2 separate regions of the Mus musculus genome follow, and region 1 is linked to region 2. A link is a contact called in public HiChIP or PLAC-seq data. All regions are on one chromosome and are shown on one strand. Each heading gives the region's core, a stretch centred on a gene start, on an enhancer-like site or on the middle of the called end of the contact. The rest is flanking DNA. Distances are from core to core; before and after follow the strand shown.

Evidence for each region. HiChIP or PLAC-seq counts read pairs in DNA pulled down with a chosen protein or histone mark.
Region 1: an H3K27ac HiChIP or PLAC-seq map of microglia shows a contact between it and region 2, with 4 times the contacts expected there. The contact joins two enhancer-like sites. A contact is called at or near these places in 2 of 39 promoter capture datasets (hippocampal neurons and stem cell-derived epiblast-like cells), 4 of 115 datasets of contacts at active chromatin or transcription factors (embryonic midbrain, embryonic stem cells and microglia) and 3 of 9 other capture datasets (adipose tissue, liver and pancreatic islet).

Annotation. Positions count from the first base shown.
Region 1 is chr2:31,321,201-31,327,818 of GRCm38.p6, forward strand. The region is part of intron 1 of Hmcn2 (hemicentin 2); the gene reads left to right. Among named protein-coding and RNA genes, the nearest start is that of Hmcn2, 10 kb to the left of the region's middle. Within about 2 kb of position 3,956, at least 4 of the 459 cell types and tissues checked have an H3K27ac peak or open chromatin away from gene starts, as enhancers often do. A contact at or near this core is called in microglia, where this site is marked.
Region 2 is chr2:31,197,855-31,204,566 of GRCm38.p6, forward strand. All of the region lies in intron 14 of Gpr107 (G protein-coupled receptor 107), which reads left to right. Among named protein-coding and RNA genes, the nearest start is that of Gm22516, 12 kb to the left of the region's middle. Within about 2 kb of position 4,292, at least 25 of the 459 cell types and tissues checked have an H3K27ac peak or open chromatin away from gene starts, as enhancers often do. A contact at or near this core is called in microglia, where this site is marked.

The sequences.
Region 1 (6,618 bases), core at 2,706-5,205, 120 kb after region 2:
CTTGGCCTTCAACTGCTGCCTGCCCTGCCTCACCTCCCAAGTGCTAAAGATATACATTTGCCACTGCCCTGCCTCATTTTCCTGCTTTGTTTTTAGAAATAGTTTTGCTAATGCAGCCCAGGCTGACCTTGAACTCACAATCCTTCTGCTTCAATTTCCCAATTGTGCTCTCAAATCTGCTTTTATGTTTTCTTATAAAACTTTTAGTCGAGTTTTTATGCCATAAGGTTTTAGATTTGGGAATTAATGTGAGGATAGAGTAGAAATGTCCTGTATATATTTTATGTGCATGTGGTGTGTGTGTGTGTGCTCACATGTGGTATGCATGCATGTACATGTATGATGTATACATGTGGTATACATGCATGTGTACTTTGACATGTGTGGTTACATGTATGTAATATGTGTGGTACATGCATGTGCATTCATGGTATATATGTGTGGTATATGTGCATGTGCAGTGTGGTGTACATGTGTGGTATATGTGCTTGTGTAGTGTACAGTGTGGTATATATGCACATGGATGTGTGGCATACCTGTGTGGTATATATGGATGTGCATGTGTGGTATACACACATGGTCATATGTATGTAATGTGTGCATGAACATGTGTGATATGCGTGCATATGTAGTGTCGTGTACATGTGTGGTATACATGCAGAGGCTCTTCCGTTGCCCCTGTACCTTACCTTTTGCGTAAGTACTTCTTATTTCTCCCTGACCTTGGGTGTAATTGTTTTAGCCAGACTGGCTGGCCAGTGAGACCTCAGGCTCCACCCGTCTCCATTGTTTGCCCCAGAACTCCTGCAACAGGTGCACACTGCCATGCACACACTGGGTTTTGATATGGGTACCAGAGATACAAACTCATGTTCTCACACCATGCAGCAGCTGCTTCACCCACTGAGCCATCTCTCCACCGTGGGGCATTTGTATCACCACACTTTGCTAGTTAGGTGGTTTGGGGTGGAGAAGGACAAAGAGATACAATGCCAGGGTGACAATATCTAGGAGGGATGTGCACATACAACAGGGTGGCCTGCAAGCCCTCCCTGTGCTGACCAGGGTCCTCCAGGGTGAAGAAGGGGGTCCTTGCTCTATTCCTCTGTCTCTTTGGAAGGTGCAGTCTATTCTTGCACAGAGAGCTGTCGCGCTGCCTTCCCTGGAACAGCGTCAGAAGTGACAGAATTTTCCTGAGTAGGGGAGTGGCCTTGTCTTTTTCATTTGTTACTTATTTATCATGTAGTCATGTATCTTGTTTGGCATGGAAGCTCATCTATTTTTTTTTTTCTTGTTTCTAATCCAAGACTACTTTGTTTATTTCCTGGCTCAGACTCTTCAGGCTTTGGTCCTTGGAAACTAATTTGTTTGGCTTCTGTGTTCCTATGCAAATTCCCAGTGCAGCATAGGGAAGGTTTTTAAAAACACTGTTTTTATTTACTGATACATTTAGAACTTCTATACAAAGTTTCACGTAGTCCATGCTGGCTTTGAACTTGCTGTGTAGCTGAGAGTGACTTCGAACATAGAACATCCAACATCTTCAGATCCTCCTGCCTTTCTTCCTGATTGCTGGGATCACAGGTGTGCACCACATCCTCTTATGCCACTCTGGGATAGAACCCTGGGGCCCAGTGCATGCTGGGAAGGTACTCTGCTAATACAGCGGCAGCCGCCAGGCTCGACAAGCCCCATGCATGCCTCAGCACTGAGAGATGCTGCAGGCATGCATTGTGTACAACTATCTGTTTTCCCAGGGAGTCCTGGTTGTTGGGCCCTGGGGAATGGTATCAGCAGCCAGGCTCTGGTGCTAAATGCGCTCTGGTTGCTTAAGGGTCTCTGCTGACCCCTTTCACGACAGAGCAGGGAGACCTGAGTATAAATAGAACTTGCATGTGCTTCTATCAGCATTTCTGGGTTTAAAAGCCATTTTTATACATTAAAAAAATTTTGGGGGAGAGGCTGTGAGCAGAACATGTGTCATGTCATGCACAAGAAGGTCAGAGGACAATTTGTAGAAGTCAGTTCTCTCCTACCACGTGGGTCCTATCCGTCCAACTTAGGTTCTAAGGCTTGACCTCTACCTGATGAACCATCCTGCTGGCCACAGTGTTTCTGGATATAACCACCTTGTGACAGGTAATTTAAATTGTCAGCTTGCCTGGCTCAAGGAACCCCTCAGGTGTTAATGTGGCACACTCTTGGTTATACTTGTGAGGGGGTTTCTAGAGAGGATAGACTGAGGCGGGAAGGCCCACCCCAAATGCAGGCAGCAGACCCTTTCAGCTGAGGGAGGAGTAGGAAGCCAGTGAAAGTTGGTGGAACACAGGTATTCCCCTGCCTGCTACACCCTGACCTGTAGACACACTAGGTGTCCTAGTACATGGTCCCCTCACCATGAACTTCACTGTTCCTTCTGGTGTGATAGACCATAGTCTACACCCTCCTTCCTCTTTTGACACGGAGCAAGCTGGCCTCGAACTCAGAGATCCACATACCTCTGTCTCCCCAGTGTTGGAATCAAAGGTGTGCACCACCACCACCCAGTGGACCATAACCTTGGATCCACACACATCCTTCCCCTCCCCCACTTTGACTCTGCTGTATTTCTTATGGAAGCAGCAGGAAGGATGCCTAACACACAGCCCTGTCCCTCCAAGGAGGACATGCCTTCGTACTGATGTCTCCAGCACTAAATCACTACCACATGCACTGCTCTAACCTCTGTCCACGTAGAGCCGAACACATGTGGCTTATCTCTAGCCTCCCATTCCAACGCTGACAAACCTGGCTTCCCGCATCTGTCCGCCAACCATTTATTTCACTGTACCCTTCCAGCGTGTACAGGCATGGGTTCAGATTCGTTAACTCCTAACCTCGTGGGAAACAGCCTTGTTAACTCAGGTCCAGCTTCTTCTTTGTCCTCTAGACTCCATCTCTACAGTTTCTTCTTCTATTTATAAACCTCATTTCAGCTCTGTGTTTTTATGCTGCTAGAGACGGAAGCCAGACCCTGGTTCGTGCTTCTTATTGTTTTGAGACAGTGTCATGTAGCCCGGCGGCCTGTGTACCCAAGGATGAACTTGAACTCCTGACTCCCCTGCCTCTACCTTCCAAGTGCTTTCTAAGCACAAACTCTGTTGCTTAGCAACATCCCCATCCCTGAGTATTCTTCATTTTAAAACTATTCTGAAGTATTTATTCTTTCAGATGAAATATTAGGTAACAGAAAACCTCTGTTAACTTCTCTTTAAAAATCAGCTGTGGTTGGAGGGATGGCTCAGCAGCTAAGCACTCTGGCTGCTCTTACAGAGAACCCAAGTTTGGTTTCCAGCATCTACTCTGGGTAACAGGCAACTGTAAATCCAGTCGTAGGGGACCTGACCCTTTTCTGAACTCAGGGACACCTACACTCACATGCACACACACACACACACACACACACACACACACACACACACACACACACACTCCGTGCTCCCCACAGTAACCTCAGCAGAGTTCCCTACCGTGCCACCACCTTGCCCTCCTTCTCCAGGACTCAGTTGTCCCATCTCTAGGAGGCAGAGGCAGGAGAAGTGGCATGCAGGCTGCTGGGATTCTGACAGTTCCTGAGCCTGAGCCAAGCTGTCACCTTTAAAGATATCCCCAAATGATAGGTGTGATGACAGATTTAATGAGACAAGAAACACTAGGCTGGTGGCTCTATCCAAAGAACAAAAAATGGTCCCAGAGCCTCTTTGTCCCCTCCAGGAGTCCAGAAGCCCCTGGAAGCCTCTGCCAGACAGAATGCCCAGAAGATCTAGGCTCAGTCTGTTGCTGCTCCTCAGGGTATACTGGGCCACAATCCTGCTGGCCTCAGAGCTTCTGTTTCTGCCATTTCCTGTACCCAGGATGCTGTTCGCAGCCCTATTTGATCCTTCTCCACCCAACTAGTACCTCAACTCATTGTGAGAATGACAGACGTCATGACCAGACACCTAGGAGTCTGAGTCTTTCTGGCTGCACTGAGGCACCATGGCAAGCTGGCACCTGCCTGGCCTAAGGAAATCCTCCCAGCCTTACCTATTGAGTAAAGTTGACACTAAGAGGCTGGCCCTAATCCCACACCCCAGCCCTTTGAGGGTCTCCACTTTCAGATCCATCACCTCTTATCCACAGGCAAACACCTCCCCAGCACCCAACACCCACCTTTCCTTCTCCCTCCATCCCCTCCTAACATCCCTCCCCTGCAAAGACTCAGGCCTGGAGAACCCTTGACAAGGAAGTGTCTGGCCCAGTCAAGCCCGTGACATGAGCCAGGCTGGTCCTCAGGATACAGTCGGGTTTCACTTCCTCGGTGGATGACTCTGCCTCAGGACGATGACAACTAGCTGGATGTAGCTGACACCTTACAGGTGCTAGGATCTCCAGTCTCCTGGGAGAGGTGCCTGGAGCTAGACCAAAGGACCCTTGGCTAAAGGGCCTTCTAGCATAGGGATGGGAACCCAAAGCTAAAGGAACAAGGGCCTATTGATAATCAGGGAGAACACCAAGTTAAGTGGATGAAGAACTCCAGTCCAAGGGAAGGAAACCCCAAGGCTGAGGGAGGGAGAAGTTCTGGGCCAAGGGTGTAAAAGTCTTTAGGTTAAAGGAGAGAGTGCTGTCAGGCTGAGGGAGCGATGTTCCTTAGGCTTGGGCACAGTAGCAAAATCAGGGTGGAGGGAGACAATGAAGACCTCCACACACGATCACGTACACCGGTAGCTCCCACACATGCTAAAAAGCTGCCCTGGCCATGAGCAGCTCTGAGGGCTGTACCATGAGTCCAGCCCAGCCAGCCCAAACTCTCCCCTCAGGAGGGCAGCATGCCTGAGGAACCAAAGGTGGGGGGGGGGGGGACTCTGGAAGGTTCTAAATTGGCCAAGAGTCAGACATGTGCAAATTTAAACAGGGCATCATCTGTCTTCTATCAATTCAGCCTAAAGTTCTTATAGCACACTAAACAAACAGAGACACGGGCCAGGATGTGATAGACACAGTCTCCCAGTGTGTCCTGGGCAGGGTAAATACAGGGAGCTTTTCCATACTGATCAAAATGCAAAAGGTGGGGTCCACTTCCACAGAGTAGTTTCATTTCCAGGAATACACATGTCTTAGTCAGGGTTTCTATTCCTGCACAAACATCATGACCAAGAAGCAAGTTGGGGAGGAAAGGGTTTATTTGGCTTACACTTCCATACTGCTGTTCATCACCAAAGGAAGTCAGGACTGGAACTCAAGCAGGCCAGGGAGCAGGAGCTGATGCAGAGGCCATGGAGGGATGTTCTTTACTGGCTTGCCTCACCTGGCTTGCTCAGCCTGCTCTCTTATAGAACCCAAGACTTCCAGCCCAGAGATGGTCCCACCCACAAGGGGCCTTTCCCCCTTGATCACTAATTGAGAAAATGCCTTACAGTTGGATCTCATGGAGGCATTTCCTTAACTGAAGCTCCTTTCTCTGTGATAACTCCAGCTGTGTCAAGTTGACACAAAACTAGCCAGTACAACACATAAAATAAAAATGAATATATCTACTTTATAAAGTGAGCACTTTGAAAAAAATTAGGATTGTATATGTACGTGAAAGCAGCTGAGATGGTTCCGTGGATAAACGGGCTTGACACCAAGCCTGATGACCCGAGTTAATTCCCCAAATCCACATGGCGAAAGGAGAAATAAACTCCCAAAAGTTTTCCTCCGACCTCCACATTCATGCAATCACACACACAAATAAATGTTTCTTTTACAAAGAGGAATATATGTATGTAAGTCAGATAAGCTGGCTATATATTGTTACACACATGCACACCCCCACATGCATGGCCTGGAAGGACATTTCTTGAACACTGTCTTATAAATGCATAGTCATTTTGCTTCTTTAGGTTTGGGGTTTGGTCTCTTGATGGAAGCCAGGGCCTTGCACAAGTGAAGCAAGTGCTCCACCACTGTGCTCCACCCCAGCCCTGGTCTGGCAAGGTTTGAAGGGAACAGATTATTAACTGGAAGACTTGAACCCTGAGCCAAAGCCTGACGAGGAGCAGAAAGGAAGCGCTTCCTAGACGGCTTGAACAGACTTACCCAGATGCAAACCTCCTGCACGTGTACTTGAGCCAGAAGCCAGCTTAGTATTAAAGAGAAAAGCCACCGTGACCACGCGACTAAAGCAAGGAATGTGGGAACCAGTCACAACGGAGGGATTGCATATGTAGGTCAACAGGAAACAGAGCCTAGCAACGTCACAACAAAAGCTAGACATTTACCTGCTGAAATCAATATCCATTCTAAACCCCGTGTGTGTGTGTGTGTGTGTGTGTGTGTGTGTGTGTGTGTGTGTGTTATCTTTGTTTTAAGACAGGGTCTTGTGTAGCCCAGGTTGGCCTCAAACTCCCTTTATAGTGGAGGAATCTCAGACCCCTGCCTCCTCCAGCTCCCAAGTGCTGGGAATACAGAGCCAGGTCACCACTCCAGTTTAACATGGTTCTGAGAACCAAACTCTAAGGCTTTGTGCAGGTTAGGCCAGGGCTCTAGCTGCTGGGTGGCACCCTCAGCCCTATCATGGGAAGGGTTTTTTGTTTTGTTTTGTTTTGTTTTCCTGTT
Region 2 (6,712 bases), core at 3,042-5,541:
GGAGAGAAGAGGCCTTGTGCCCTCCACATGAGAGTCACACCGGCCATCACTGCTCTGTGTTACAGCGATGGTTGTATTTGGCCCAGAGGAAACGGTGCCCCTCCCAGGACTGAGTCCCAGAACAGTCCCTGCCAGCTTTATGTGGCCCATAGCCCGTGACGTCTCACTCTCACTGAGCGCTGCACCTCCACTGGGCCGCACCTCATAGCATCTCTGCTCTGCTTTTCTGCTGCTGTGCTGCAGTAAACTTGAACTGTACTTGAGCATGCAGTTCCGTGGTGGTCTGCACTTGGTCCCCACGGTTGTCAGCTGTCAGCACCATCCATTGCCAGCTCTCTAAGTTCCCAAGCTGAAACTGTGCCTTCCCCTGCTCTTCTCACCCTAGCTGCTGATGGAATGCCCCCTCCCCTTCCACACACCTTCTGCCCTTATGAATTTGGCTGCTGTTAGTGGTATCTGCACTTTTTTTGTGTCCAGCTTGTTCCACACAGCAAAGTGTCCTGAAGTCAGCCCATGTTGTAGCCAGGCCTGAATTTCCTGGCTTTCTAATGCTGAATGATATTGCATGCTATGTATGTGGAGTTTTGTCACCATCCATGTGTCAAGGGTCTCTTGAGTATGATGAACAGTGTTGCTGTGACCTTGGGTGCACATACATACACATTCAGAGACAGATAAGCCGCACAGGGAAGCCTGGGACAAAAGCCATGGGCCACTTCTGCTGGCCGTTGTGATTGTGATCTTCATATACGCTGTTCAGATCTACTGTGTCATATCTGCTCCAAAGTGGCATTTCTGAGCCTCTCAGTGGCCCTGTGTCTGTCTGTCTGCCATGGTGTCAGGGCCAGTGAACAGTCCGTGCCAGGACTCTGTGTCAGATGCTGACTCTTGTCTCATCACCAGCACCTTCATCGCTAGGTTTTTTGGTGTGTCAGATTGGACAGCAGCTCACAGTGCTCAGCACGCGCCCACTCAGCAAGTTTACATCCACAGCCTCTTTGCCATATGTTCTAGTTTCCTCCTGTTGCTGGGAAAAAATACCCTGGAGAAAAGCCTAAATGGTAGAAAGGAAATGTAGGTTTACAGTTCCAGGTTATAGTCCATTATTGGAGAGAATCAAGGCAGGAACTTAAAACACATTCACACTGAAGAGCAGAAAGAATCAATACATAGATTCTTTTTTTTTAAAGGTTTATTTATTTATTATATGTAAACACACTGTAGCTGTCTTCAGACACTCCAGAAGAGGGCTTCAGATCTCATTACAGATGGTTGCTCTCTCTCCGGCCCTACTTGCTCCAGCCCAATGATTTATTTATTTATTTATTTATTATATGTAAGTGCACTGTAGCTGTCTTCAGACACTCCAGAAGTGGGCGTCAGATCTTGTTATGGATGGTTGTGAGCCACCATGTGGTTGCTGGGATTTGAACTCAGGACCTTTGGAAGAGCAGTTGGTACTCTTAACCGCTGAGCCATCTCGACGGCCCCACATAGATTCTTGCTTGCTCGTTCTCAGCTACCTTCTCCTTACTTACACTGTTCTGTACCTCCTACCTAGGGAGTGGTTCCTCCTAGAGTGGTTGGGACTTCCTACATCAACTATCAGTCAAGAGATAGTCATCCACAGGCCAACCTGATCTAGACAATTCCCCACTGACTCTTTCCAGGTATCACTCAACAGATGGTTGAACCTGTCAACTTTGTGAGACTTAGAATCACCGGGGAAACAAGTCTCAGGGCATATCCCTGAGGGATTATCCACATAAGGTTAGTTGAGGTGGGAAGACCCACCATCCCTGGGCTGGGGTTCCAGATTGCATAAAAAAGATTTATTTATTATTATACATAAGTACACTGTAGCTAGCTGTCTTCAGATGCTCCAGACGAGGGCATCAGATCTCATTACGGGTGGTTGTGAGCCACCATGTGGTTTCTGGGAATTGAACTCAGGACCTTTGGAAGAGCAGCAGTGCTCTTACCCGCCGAGCCATCTCACCAGCCCCATGGCAGCCTGTCTATTCTGCACATATGTAGCAGAGAGCTGAGAGCACGGTGGTTGCCATTCTGGAGCTTACAGCAGAGGGAGTTGAGTGACAGGTGCTATTGGAGCACACACGTACTGCATGTGTGGGTATGCACATAAGTGCAGATGCCCCTGGAGCTAAAGTTAAGGTGTTGTAGCTGCCTAATGTGGGTGCTGGGAACTACATCCTCTGCAGGAGTAGTGTGCTCTTGGTGGCTGAGAACCTTTTTTTTTTTTTTTTAAAGAGAGAGAGAAAGAAAGAAAGACTGTCTTCTAGCACCCAGGCTATCATTGACTCAACTATATAGTCAAGGCTGACCTTGAACTTCTGACCCTTCTGCCTCTATCCCATGTGCTGGGATTGCATGCCTGTACCACCACACCCATTTTTGTAGGTGCTAAGGACCAAACCCAGTGCTTTGTGCACACTAGACAACCTTAACAACTCAGCTATCTCCCCATGTTTTTATAAATAGAATCGTGCTTGACAGTAGCCATGGCTGTTGATGGCTTGCTGTGCCCTGCAGTGGCGGAGCTGAGTAACCACAGAGGTTGCAGAGTCTAACATCTGCTGTCCTGCCCTGCCTAGTGTGCCATCCCAGCTACTCTAGACATCTAAGAGATGTCATGTCTTAGACCACATGTGCCATGTCCTGGTACTTGAGCATAAGCCATGGCTGCTTTTAAGTGGTCACTTGGTGGCCAGAGTTGTACTCAGTATTTTTCTTTAACCAGTTAGTGTTGCGTTTGAGGATTCTACTTTTTCTAAACTAGTTAAGGAGGCTAGAGAGATGACTCAGTGGTTAAGAGCACTGACTGCTCTTCCAAAGGTCCTGTGTTCAAATCCCAGCAATCACATGGTGGCTCACAATCATCCATAATGAAATCTGATGGCTTCTTCTGGTGTGTCTGAAGTCAGCTACAGTGTACTTACATATAATAAATAAATAAATAAATAAATAAATAAATAAATAAATAAATAAATATTTTTTTAAAAAAAGACTAGTTAAGGCCTTGGGGGTGGGGGTGGGATGACACTCTGTTCTTCTTAACCAGATAGCCTTGAACAAGGAACAGCTCTGGCTTTAGGGGTCTGTAAGCACAATCCTCCCCAGCTCCTTCACTTCAGTGTCTTTCCGTGACAGGCTTGTCCAGCCTTGGTTTTCACTTTCCAAGTAGGAGCCACGATGCTCTGGTCGGTGAGTGAGAGCTGTTGCCAAGGGAAGCCTAGAGACTCCAGCTGGAAGCCCTCAGGAGAAGAGGGAGCTCCCCACTATACTTGTTGTGGGGACAGCCTGCCTGCTGAGGGGACAGCCTGGCTGAGTCTCTGCCCTACCTTTATATGCACTGCTGCTCAGTGTTGGTTGTTAGAACCCTCCCACCTACAGCAGAGTTTTTAAGAGAAGAGGCAAAGAAATGAGTCCCTGATCTAATCACAGAGCCTTGTCACCATCCTTTTGTCCCTGTGTCACTAAGGACATCATGTCTGGAGCTGCTGCCTTGGATGCTCACAGCCACCTGCAGATACCTTCTTTCCCAGTGCTGTCGCGGGAACACTGGAATGTGCCTGTTTCTCTTGCAGCACACAGTGGTGCCCAGAAAAGCCTCAGAGGGTTCTGCTCTCCTCTCAGGACCACCTCACAGGTCTGCCCAGAGTCTGCCAGTGCCTCCCTCCCACAGGGCTCCTGGGCAGCTGGGACTTCTACATGCTCTCGAGCACAGCTCGGAGGGGGTGATTGAATATGTCATAACACCAGTTTAAAACAAGCATATTTAATATATGTTTTTCACCAAAACCAGGTTTTTTCCTACCTCAGACACACACTCAAAATTCCTGAATTGCTACCAACCTGTATCTTCCAACACTATGAAATAACTGATCTCTTACTTAATAAGTAATGCCATTCCAAGGTCATGTAAGACACAATCCAGAGCCCAGGGACTTCTCACAGCACAGGCTGAGATGCACTGCTTCATTAAGTATCAGCAACTCAGTGTGCACACTTCATGGTAGCTGCCCTCCCTCCCCCAATAGCCTGCTCTGTCCAGGGCTGCTGGTGTGTCTCAGGATTGCAGGCCGCGCTTTCTGATGGAGTGCTGCAGTAGTCCAGGGAGGTCAGACTCTCTGACCTGGAGAGTCTCGCCTGAGTTGGTAGCCTGTGTTATCAAGCAAGCATAAATGTGACCTTCGTCCTAGCTCACTGCTGGTTGCATCTGTGTTGGAGACCTGGGGTTGACTGACATGCGCTCAAGCTTGGCTGCAGTCTCTACTGTAGTGTCCATCTGATTAGCTCATGGACTTCGGCTGTACACTGTGCTGGAGAGAGCAGACGCTGACAGAGCCAGTCTGGACCATCCCTTTGGGCCCCTCCTTGAGCAGTGCTGATGATGGGTTCTGGAGTCAGAGGGAAGGAGGAAGGGCAAAGGAGCACAGGCTTCCCCTGCCCGGTGGTCTTTGGACTTTTTAATTGATTGATTGATTGATTGATTGATTGATTGAGGCAGGTTGCTCGTCCTGAACTTCTAAACTCTAGATTTTCCTCTCAGCCTCCTAAGAAACTGGGGCCTCTGTAGATCTGAGCCACCTGTCCTGCTGGCCCACTTTCATTTCTGTCACTGATGATATGGTCTGGCACAGAACAAGATACATACCCTAGTGGTTTAGCTCATTTACCTTTGACCTCTCTTGGGCTGTTGCTTTAAATGCATGTAGGAGTGAATTGGGATCAGTTTTCACAGCCTCCAGACGCATGAGAGGAAGTGCCCTGTGCTCTGAGGAACCGAGCCACTGGCAGTTACAGCCCTTTCCCCTGCTGACTCCCCCAAACTGTCTGAGGTTTGTTGGTGGGATTTCCTTCTGAAGGCTATAGAGCCCCATTAACACTTTAAAGCCAGTGTTGTGTCAGGTCTCTGGCCTGTGGCCTCTCTCCTGCTCCCAGGGACAGGTGATGGGGTTCGCCCCCACAGGGAGACCCTCTGCCCCAGGAGTGACTTTGAGCAGACTCATGCAGATGGGAGGATGGGCAGGCGGGATCAACTGCTCAGCCTGGGCACTGCAGTGAGGAGCAGGGCGTGGGTGGTAGGCCAGTGGAATGTCTTAAGCCTGAGGCTTTCTTTACACAGAGGCAGAGGCTTTAAGAAGCTGACCCTGTAAGTTAGTAGCCCATGCTGAGAATGGCACTGGCAGTCCCCAGCAGGAACTATGATGGCAGTGGTCAGAAGGTCAGAAGCTGGGGCTTGCCTTTCGCTGATTTGGAGTGTAGGTGGAGAGAGCGTGGCGCTGAGGGAAGTGGCCTTGGGCTCCAGTGGAGGCCTGGCTTCTCCACTTACAGGCTGTGTATGGCTAGCCTTCACCAGGCCAGCTCACTCATCCCAGACAGGTCACTGACAGTGTGGCGTTCTACACAGAGGAGCCTGTGAGATGAAGCAGAAGAAATGGCAGTGCCTGTATCTCTCCATAGACAGTAACAATCATGGTGGTTCTTATTGGTTTTGGATAGTTTCCAAACTGTCAAAGGAAGTGAGCTGGGGGCAGGTCTGATCTGTCTCTGGCCTTCTTAGGGGTTTTGTTATAAGATTTGAAAAAAAGTTATTTCTATATAATGGGGGTTAGGGTGTGCTATACATGCATGCAGAGCCTGAGGACCAGAAGATGGGCTCAGGTCTCCTGGAATTGGAGTTGCAGGCGGTTGTGAGCCAACTGATGTAGGTACTGACAACCAAGCTTGAGTCCTCTGCAAGAGCAGCAATACACTCTTAACAGTAGAGCCACCTTCCCACCCCCCCCCTTTCGGAAGTACTTTTTTCATATATGTTTATAGTATATTTGATTACATTTTCCCATCCCTTTTATCACCCACTCACTCCTTTTGGAATCCTTAACTTCCCCTTCCTTTCATGTCATTTATTTTTTTAAAGAACTTTTTTTGTGTGTGCGTGTGTGTGCACATGCATGAGCACATATGTGTGTGACATGTGCTGAGGTCGTCGTGACGGTCAGCAGATGCCTTTCTTGAATCTGTCCTCTCTTTTCCTATGTGGGCCCCGGAGATGGGGTCAGATTGTCTGGTTTGGTAGCAATCACCTTTACCTGCTGAGCCATCTTACTGGCCCTTAATTTTTATTTTATTATTTGTGAGTGTGCACATATGTTCATGAATATGCAACAGAGTGGGGGAATGTGTGAGCCATAGAGCTCTTGTTGAAGGTCCTGGGGGCACTATTAAGGAGTTGATTTTCTTCTTATTCCATGGGTTCTGGGGATTGAACTCAGGCCACCTTTTGCCTCCTGAGCCTTCTCGCCGGTCCCCAGCCAAGTTTCAGGATTGCCTGGTGTGGCGTACTGTGGGGTTATTTCCAGGGCCATGGGCAGCCGCTGGTGAGAAGCGGCTCCTGCTCCCTTCCACAAGAGCTGTCACCATGCCTGGGTAGGAGGTGGCAGTCCGGGGAAGGGCGGCAGCACTTCCCATGTGCAGGAAGAAGGGGGCCGTGCCAAACTGCAGGCTCCGCAGTGGCCCGGCTCCTTGGGGGGAAAGAAGAGTGCCTGTGCCCTCCCCGGGGAGCTCCAGCAGCTCTGGACTGTGGCCATGTTGCTTATTGCTGGACCGGGGCTAGATTCCAGAAGAATCCTTTAATTTATGCCAGGTGGTAGTAGCACACACCATTAATCCCAGCTCAGGCAGAGGC